Linked DNA regions of Gossypium hirsutum: region 2 is linked to region 1. Evidence: chromatin contacts called from public Hi-C data. All regions are on one chromosome and are shown on one strand. The core of a region is the stretch at or near the end of the contact, and the rest is flanking DNA. Distances in the headings are between cores, read along the strand shown.

Region 1 (3,783 bases), core at 206-2,705:
TGTGCAAGTTATATTTGATCCAGTTAAAGTAACTAAAATGAAAAAAAGAAGTTGACACCTTGAGAGGACTGACTTCAAAGTCCACACCTGCATGTCACAAATTTTATTGAAATCGGTCCCTCAATGTGCCAACTTCAGCTGGTTGGCTAAATAGATGAGAAACACTGCTACATTGTTAAATAAATTTCTAACTTGTATATATGAAAAAAAAATGCCTCTTCTCTCACAAATTTCGTCATCTCTCTCTCCCTCCCCCTTTTTGGTGTGTTTAGTATTAGTTAAAGCACTAAGGAGGTTTATGTATTATAGTGACTAAACTAAATTAGTATCTTTATTAATAAATAGATCAATTAGTCCCTACACTAATAAAAAGAATAAAAACAAGTTCATATTGTAACAGAGTTAACATTTTTTGCATAAAAATGTCTTGAAAATTATTTTGTTTCAATTGTAGTTCAATAACAAAAGATTTCATTTATAAAACCATAAAAACTTTAAAAATATTAATTCAATTAAACATTAAATGATATTTTTAAAGAATAAATGTTAACTCTATTTCAATTTTGCCCTTATTTTATTCTTTTTAATCGTATAGAGGATAAATAGATCTATTTAATAATAAAGAGACTAATTTGTTAATATCTCTATAATAGAGGGACCTTTCAAATACATACATCGCTTATTGTCTGAGAAAACTGGAATCTAAAAGGCTTTAATGCATAAATCGGTACATGAGTTTGACACTCTTTTCTAATGTAGTACCTATGTTATTTTTTGGTTCAATGAGGTACACGTATTTAACAAAATTTATACATTTTGGTACTGGATAATAATAATGTAAGTTTTTTAGTGTTTAATTTCGATTTTAGAGTTGATTTGATGAATATCCATAATTAGCTAATAATATTAATAACTAACTTTCATCAAATCAAACCCAAAACTGAAATTAAATCACATCTATTGGACTGTATTTGAGAAAGTAAACGGAAAATTAAACATATTCCCGATTAGTACTAAATTTATTCTATTAACAAAGTTATAAAAAAATCAAAATTAATAATATTAGCAATTAACTTTCATGAAATCAACTCTAAAACCCGAATTAAACTCTAAAAAGTTAACTTCATTACCTTTGAGCAATGGCGGAGCCAAGATATTAATCTTGGGGCCAAGTTAAAATTAGAAGTGCTATGTAACAGTTGATTTAAACATATAAACAATCGATTCAAAAGAAATAGTATTCCAACATGACTATAAGACCCAATTTTAACCCGGGCTACACATACAAAAAACCAAAATTAAAATAGATCATCAATTGAGTCCATTTACAAATAAACCCAAAATAAAACCGGCCCAATTTCATTAAACAAGCCCAATAAAATAGACCCCTAACCCAAAATCAAAGCAGGCCCGGTAGCCCATCTCTTTAACAGTTTTCAGGAAACCCTAGGGGAAGGGTCCTTTGCGCCAATACTGCCATCGTGACAGCTTCCACACACGCAACACCAGCACCTCCATGCAAGACCCCCGTGTGCTCCGCTCCATGTTCGTACCCACTCCCCACATTACCCCTCTCCACCTGCAATTTGAACAAAAAAACAGCAAGAAACCATTTTTATTTGGCTATGAAGCCTTCAAATTTTGTTGGTATCTTTTTTTTTCTTGTTTTTTTTAGGGAAATTGTACACGAAATACATACAAAATCAATAGAAAGCAATCAAAATATACTTCAAAGGTGATTTAAGGTCTCGTTTTTCTTTCAATTTTATTTCTATTTTTCTTTGATTTTTATCTACTGTGTGTAAACAATATAAAAGAGGGAGACTCACCGTCGTACTCACTCTGTGGGGAGGGCTTCGTTCGTCGTCGGATTTTGGGCTATTATAGAAGGGAGGAAGGTGAAGGAGTTGAGAGATACTCCAAGGCATTAAGGGTTTTCTTTTAAAAGAAAGAACAAAAGTTTTCTTTAAAAGCAAAAAACAAAGGGTTTTTAAGCAGGTTTAGTTTCAAGTGAAAAATGAAACAGTGTTTTGGGGGGGGGGAAGAGCTTGACCATGTGTTTTGGCCATGAATGGGGGATTTGCGCAATTGGTCCCCCACTTTCGCACTAGCTTTCGACTGGCTCTATTTGCATATTATTTGTTTTTTTAAAAATAATCCCTGAAATTTCTGTGTTGTTGCAATTTAGCCTGCACCTAGGTGCAACGTTTTTGAGGGCTTGGGGATAATTTCCAGTTAGTCCCTCTCTTTCTCACGTGCATTCAATTCGGATCCTCTTGTTAATGTGATGTTTAGTTTTTAGATCTCAGATTCTATTTTAATCTCAAATTTGTCCCTGTTTTGATTTCTTTGTTTATTACTTTTCTGTTTTATTATTATTTATTTTAAATCTTTCTATATACTATTCATTTCAACTATTTTTCTGTTTAATTTCTTTTATGTATATATTATTTATTCACACATATATATATATATATTATTTATTCACATATATATATATATTGTTTGGTATATCATCTATATTGTTTTGTTATTTTTTTACACTTATATATATGTAAATATTTCTTATATCATCATTTTTGAAGTGTTGTACATTATGTTTTTTTGTATATATTATTGATTTTATATTATTTTGTGTATATATATTTCTTCTAAGAACCCTATTTTAAATTGTATATTTTATTTATTTTAAATATTTTTATATACAAATACCTTTGTTTTTTATATATATAAAATGTTCATTTCAAGTATATTATTTATTTAAATTGACAAATACTATGTTATATATTACTTACTTTTTTTATATACATTATGTATTTTGAAATTTCATCTATATATTATTATTTCATATATTATTTTTATTTTTATTATTTTGATTTATTTCTAATTTTCATGTATGTTACTTTAAGATTTTTATATATATTTGTTTGCTGGCATATTGATGATTCCAAATTGCATTTCTTCTAAATCATCTATTTTATTTTAAAATTTGCCATATGTTGTCTGTGTTAATTTGCTTGGAATTTCTTTAAATTTATTTTTAATTCATTAGCCTTCAAATGTATATTAGCATTTTTATAATATATGGTATGTCGCCATTGCATGTGCCCTAATTTGTTCCTTTGTGTTTTTTTTTTCATTATTTATTCATGTCATATTATTGTTTTTACCCTTAAACAAACCAAAACAAGTGTATTTCGATTTGGTTTTTATAATTGTCTAGTGGAAAATTTTTCAAAACAAAGACGATGTTAGATGTTTTGGAAATTCGAGAAATCGTGCCCTAACGTGCTGAGTTTCGATTTTCTGTTTGTTCAAATAATCGAAGATCCCTTTAAAATTTCGTTTGTGTTTTCTAAACTTCAAAACAAGGCAATGTTCTATGTTTGGAAATTTAAGAAATCGTGCCCTAATGGGTTTCGATTTTTCGTTTGGCCAAATAATGGAATACCCTTTTAAGATTTCATTGCGTGAGGTGATCTCAGTTTTGGAGGTTTAAAATATCGTGTCCTAACGTGCTGGATGTGGTATTTTATTTCTTTGGAACGAGTGAATCTTAAAATCCAATTCGAATTGTTCATACATTTTTAAAGGAATCGTATTTTAATTTTTTTCTCCCCTTTCAAATTTTCAATGGTAGGACATTCAATAATCAATCGGTACCAATTTTGGGCGTCACGAGGGTGCTAACCCTTCCTCGTGCGTAATCGACTCTCGAACCCTTTTTCTCAATTTTCGTAGACCTAAAATTATTATTTTCATAAATCAAATGTTTTATTAAAA
Region 2 (3,807 bases), core at 1,263-3,762, 100 kb before region 1:
TTCAGATGCTTCCTCATTATCGCCACTTTAGCCAATCGCTCCGCGGCTCTCCAAGCCGACGTCGGTGTTATCGGCTCGGCCTTCTTTTCCACCTGACTATTATTGTTATTATTTGCCCTCTGTCTATGGCGCTGCCCGTTCAACTCGGCTAATTCAGTTTCCAGCCGGCGAATAAATTCCTCAGCTGAACTGGAACCAGATTGCAGCAACAAGGCCCGAGCCGAGGTGAGCAAATGTTGCGCTCCCGATAAATGGTTCCGCTCCACCAAACGGCGAGACTCCGCGACGGCACGTGTGCTGACGTGGAGGTTCCTCAGCCGTTGCATGGTGTGAGATGAGGATCGGACCGATTGCGATGGTCTAGGTATTAACAACCTTTGATCCCTCGAGTAGACCATCTCATGGGTAAATGGATCCTTGTGAGAGGATCGTACGGACATCACCCTGTGGGACCCGCTGGACGATACAGGTACTTTCAGCTCCATCAGTAACTGTTTCTCCTCGCCCGAGTGCAAGTCCCCGATCCGAACCGAATTCGACCCGATGTAAGACGGTCGGGTTGTCAATGAATAGACCGACGAAATCTCTGCTGGCGCTGACCCGGATACGAATCCCAGTTGGAGTCTGACATCCTGAACCACCACGCTTACAAGCCCATTCACGATTTTACAGAAAGCGTCGTCGTTTGGAGCCTGACTGCATGTGCCGAAGCCTATGGAGTGCACGGGGATCTCTGATTGTGCCAGGCGCGTGGTTGAAACAACTGGGAGGTTCTGATTGGTGGAATTCATTTCACATTGTTTATCCTGACCGTCGGATAAGATCAAGATGCTGGCAACGGCGTTTTTCTCTCTGCGATCTTCCAACACTTTGGCCGCCTTTTTAAGCGCGTCCTTCACACTCATCCCTTGCCCGCTGCTTCCCAGCGCGTCAACAATCCTTCTAGCGGATCTCCGTCCGTTTGAACTCATCCTTTTCAACGGCAACAACCGCTTCGAACTCGACGAAAAGACCACGATCGACAAACGGTCCGTTTCGTTAAGCAAAGAGATAACTAACCTCATCGCGCGTTTCACCATCTGCAACCGCATCCCGCTCCCGCTAACGTCCAATACCGTAACCAAGTCAAACGGAGCCCTCCTCACTCTCCGCGTCGCCGTTGGAGCGTGCACTTTCATAACCACCACATAACTCTCATGGCTCCTCCCCACTGCCACCATCGCTGCCTCTTGTAGCAACCTAACCTCTACATTTCTTGGATGAACTCCAATTTCTTTCGCAATCGTAGGAGTCACAGAGAATCCTTGGAATTCCTCTTCAACGTCGTCGTTTTCGGTTTCGTCGGATTCCGGAATGGGATTAAACTGAGAAACAGAAACCGGGGAGGCCAATGGCTCATCGTCGTTGTAGACCCGAAACGACTTCGTGTTGATGTTCTCGAGTGATGTTTTACTAGGTTGTTGTTCAAGGGAGAGTAAAGGGAGCTCCTTCCAGGAGGTGGAACAGACGGGGCAGTTCAGTAATTGTTGCTTTTTTATGTGGGCGGCGACGCAAGGGAAATGAAAGGAGTGGGAACACTCCGCCGTGAAAATCGCCGTGCCTTGACCCGTTTTCACGCTTTGTAAACAGATTCCACATCGACCACCCTGAAAAAAGTCATAACATAACAAAATTACTTAAAATTTTGACTAAAAAACTGTCGGGGGGGAGGAAGAAAGAAAAAGAAGAAGCTTACTTTGGAGAGGCGAAGAGTTGCCTTAAGGAGGGAGAAACTGGAAGGGGATTTAGGTGATGAAGGATTGGAGAGATGGGATGTTTTGCAATGAAGTTTGGGGCTATTAGGAAGTGAAGAAACTGGGTTGGAAGTGGTTCGGCAACGAAGACTTGGGCTTGAAACGGGTTGAGATTGCAACCTCGGAGTCGATGGGTTGGAGAAAAATCCAAACTTTGAGCTAAATCTTGGAGTTTTGGTGCCATTGCTTTGCTGCTGTTGTTTTTCTGGTAAAACTGGGGTGTCCTGTTTCCTGGTAATGGAAGTGCAAAAAGCTCTTCTCCAACCAGTCACCATTTTGATACTCTTAATCTTTCTGTTTCTGTTGAATATTTTTCTTCAGTGAGAGATTTTAGTAGTTTATAACCAACAATTTTGTTCGATAAAGAACAAGGAGAACTAGATTGAGCATGGAAATCGATTCGTGTTTTTAAAAAATAATAATAACAAAGAAAACAGAGGGACCAAAGAAATGGATTAGATGCACACAAAAGGATTGGAAGAGGAGAGAGATGAGTCGAAAAGATCACGGCTTTACTCTATCTTGTTTGAGTAATGTTTGCTTTACTCAAACAAGGCTTATATAAAACTCGATTCTTCTTTCTTCCACTGTGAAAAGATAAGAAGATGAAATGAATTATATAATGTTATATAGTTTATATATACTACTCTGCAATAGAAGAAACAGAGCTGGCTCATTTATAAAGTTTGGAATTACAATAAATGTACTCGGTCTGATAATTTACGAGAGAGAGAGAGAGAGAGATGAGATTTAAAAGGACAAAAATAAAAAAAGTTGGTTATTGGCGAAGGTTACTGGTAAACTGGCAAGTGGAGGTTCTTACTTGTTTACTTATTACAGAACAGTAACAAGTCAACGGTTTGGCATGCAACGTTTACACCTTAATTGTTAATTTTGTAGTAACCGACCGACCTTGGTATGGACAGACCCCCTTTGCCAAAAGCAGCATACCTTAATTCACACTTTCGGCTTACTCGTCGCAAAACTCACCTCTTTTCTTGCAAATCAAATTTTTAGAGTTTCCATGTTTCTTATGATGCTACTACAATCAATCTTTTATTTTTTTCTTTTTCGATTTGGTTCTTGGGATGGCGGTGGGGGTGGTTTCTACCTCTATCAAATATCAATCAATGTTGGTTGTGGGTCCACTGTGATGTTCATGAAATCCTATGATCAATTACACATGTGTATCTCTATCTATTTCTAATCATTATTTAAAATTTTAAATTATTTTACTTTGTTGAAATATATAATAAATATTAATTTAAAATATTATTACAATAAAATTCAATCTTAAAAAATTTATATTCTCTAAATTGAAAGGATGACAAATAAGATATTTCTTCCTGGTTTTCAGCCTTTTATTCTTGATAAAATTCAAATCAAATTAAAAATACTAAAAATCATGAGAAAAAATCTGATTTGTCAATTTATCCTTAAAAAAAGATAAAAATGACGTAAAATCACAATTTCATACAATCATTTCTCTTGTTCATTGATGGTGATTCACCATCACTTAATGCTTAATTGATATAAGAAATAACTGTCATTATTTTAAAATTTTAGGACAATAAATTGCTAGGGATTAAAAAATAACCCATCTTTCTTGATCTACTGTTGTAAAGGATTAATAGGGACACAACCCCAATCTCATGAACTTCAAAATTCTCAGAATCAGACTTAAACAGGTTGTTCTTCTTACTACATTTCAAGAAATTTGATTTTTAATCATTATAATTATATTAATATATAAATGTAATGCATTCAATTTTTACACATAACCATTTAGAGTTACGAAAACTATTACGATACATTATACAAATTATATAATGAATTAGGATATGAAAAATAAAATAAACATGACACAAAAACCACGAGATAAAAGTTTATATAAAATAATTTGTTAATTGTAAAAATTTGGATCTGTAATAGATTCCACATGAAAAATAATATGAATATGAAGTGAATTCAAATTCCAAATATCTCTTTTACAAATTATTTATAAGTCTATATT

The links. A called contact is a pair of places that touch in the nucleus more often than the background predicts.
Region 2: a contact with region 1 is called in a Hi-C map of leaf, with 2.4 times the contacts expected there. The contact joins the promoter of LOC107898726 here to the enhancer-like site in region 1. A contact is called at or near these places in 10 of 34 Hi-C or Micro-C datasets (anther, hypocotyl, leaf and 1 more).

What each region holds. Positions count from the first base shown.
Region 1 is chrA11:58,491,558-58,495,340 of Gossypium_hirsutum_v2.1, reverse strand. No RefSeq gene overlaps it. Among protein-coding and RNA genes, the nearest start is that of LOC107898726, 100 kb to the left of the region's middle. Within about 2 kb of position 1,455, at least 6 of the 9 cell types and tissues checked have an H3K27ac peak or open chromatin away from gene starts, as enhancers often do. A contact at or near this core is called in leaf, where this site is marked.
Region 2 is chrA11:58,592,589-58,596,395 of Gossypium_hirsutum_v2.1, reverse strand. It overlaps LOC107898726 (probable E3 ubiquitin-protein ligase EDA40), which reads right to left and starts at 2,512. Exons shown (of 2, transcript XM_041081500.1): 1 at 1,736-2,512; 2 at 1-1,646. The coding sequence starts at 2,068.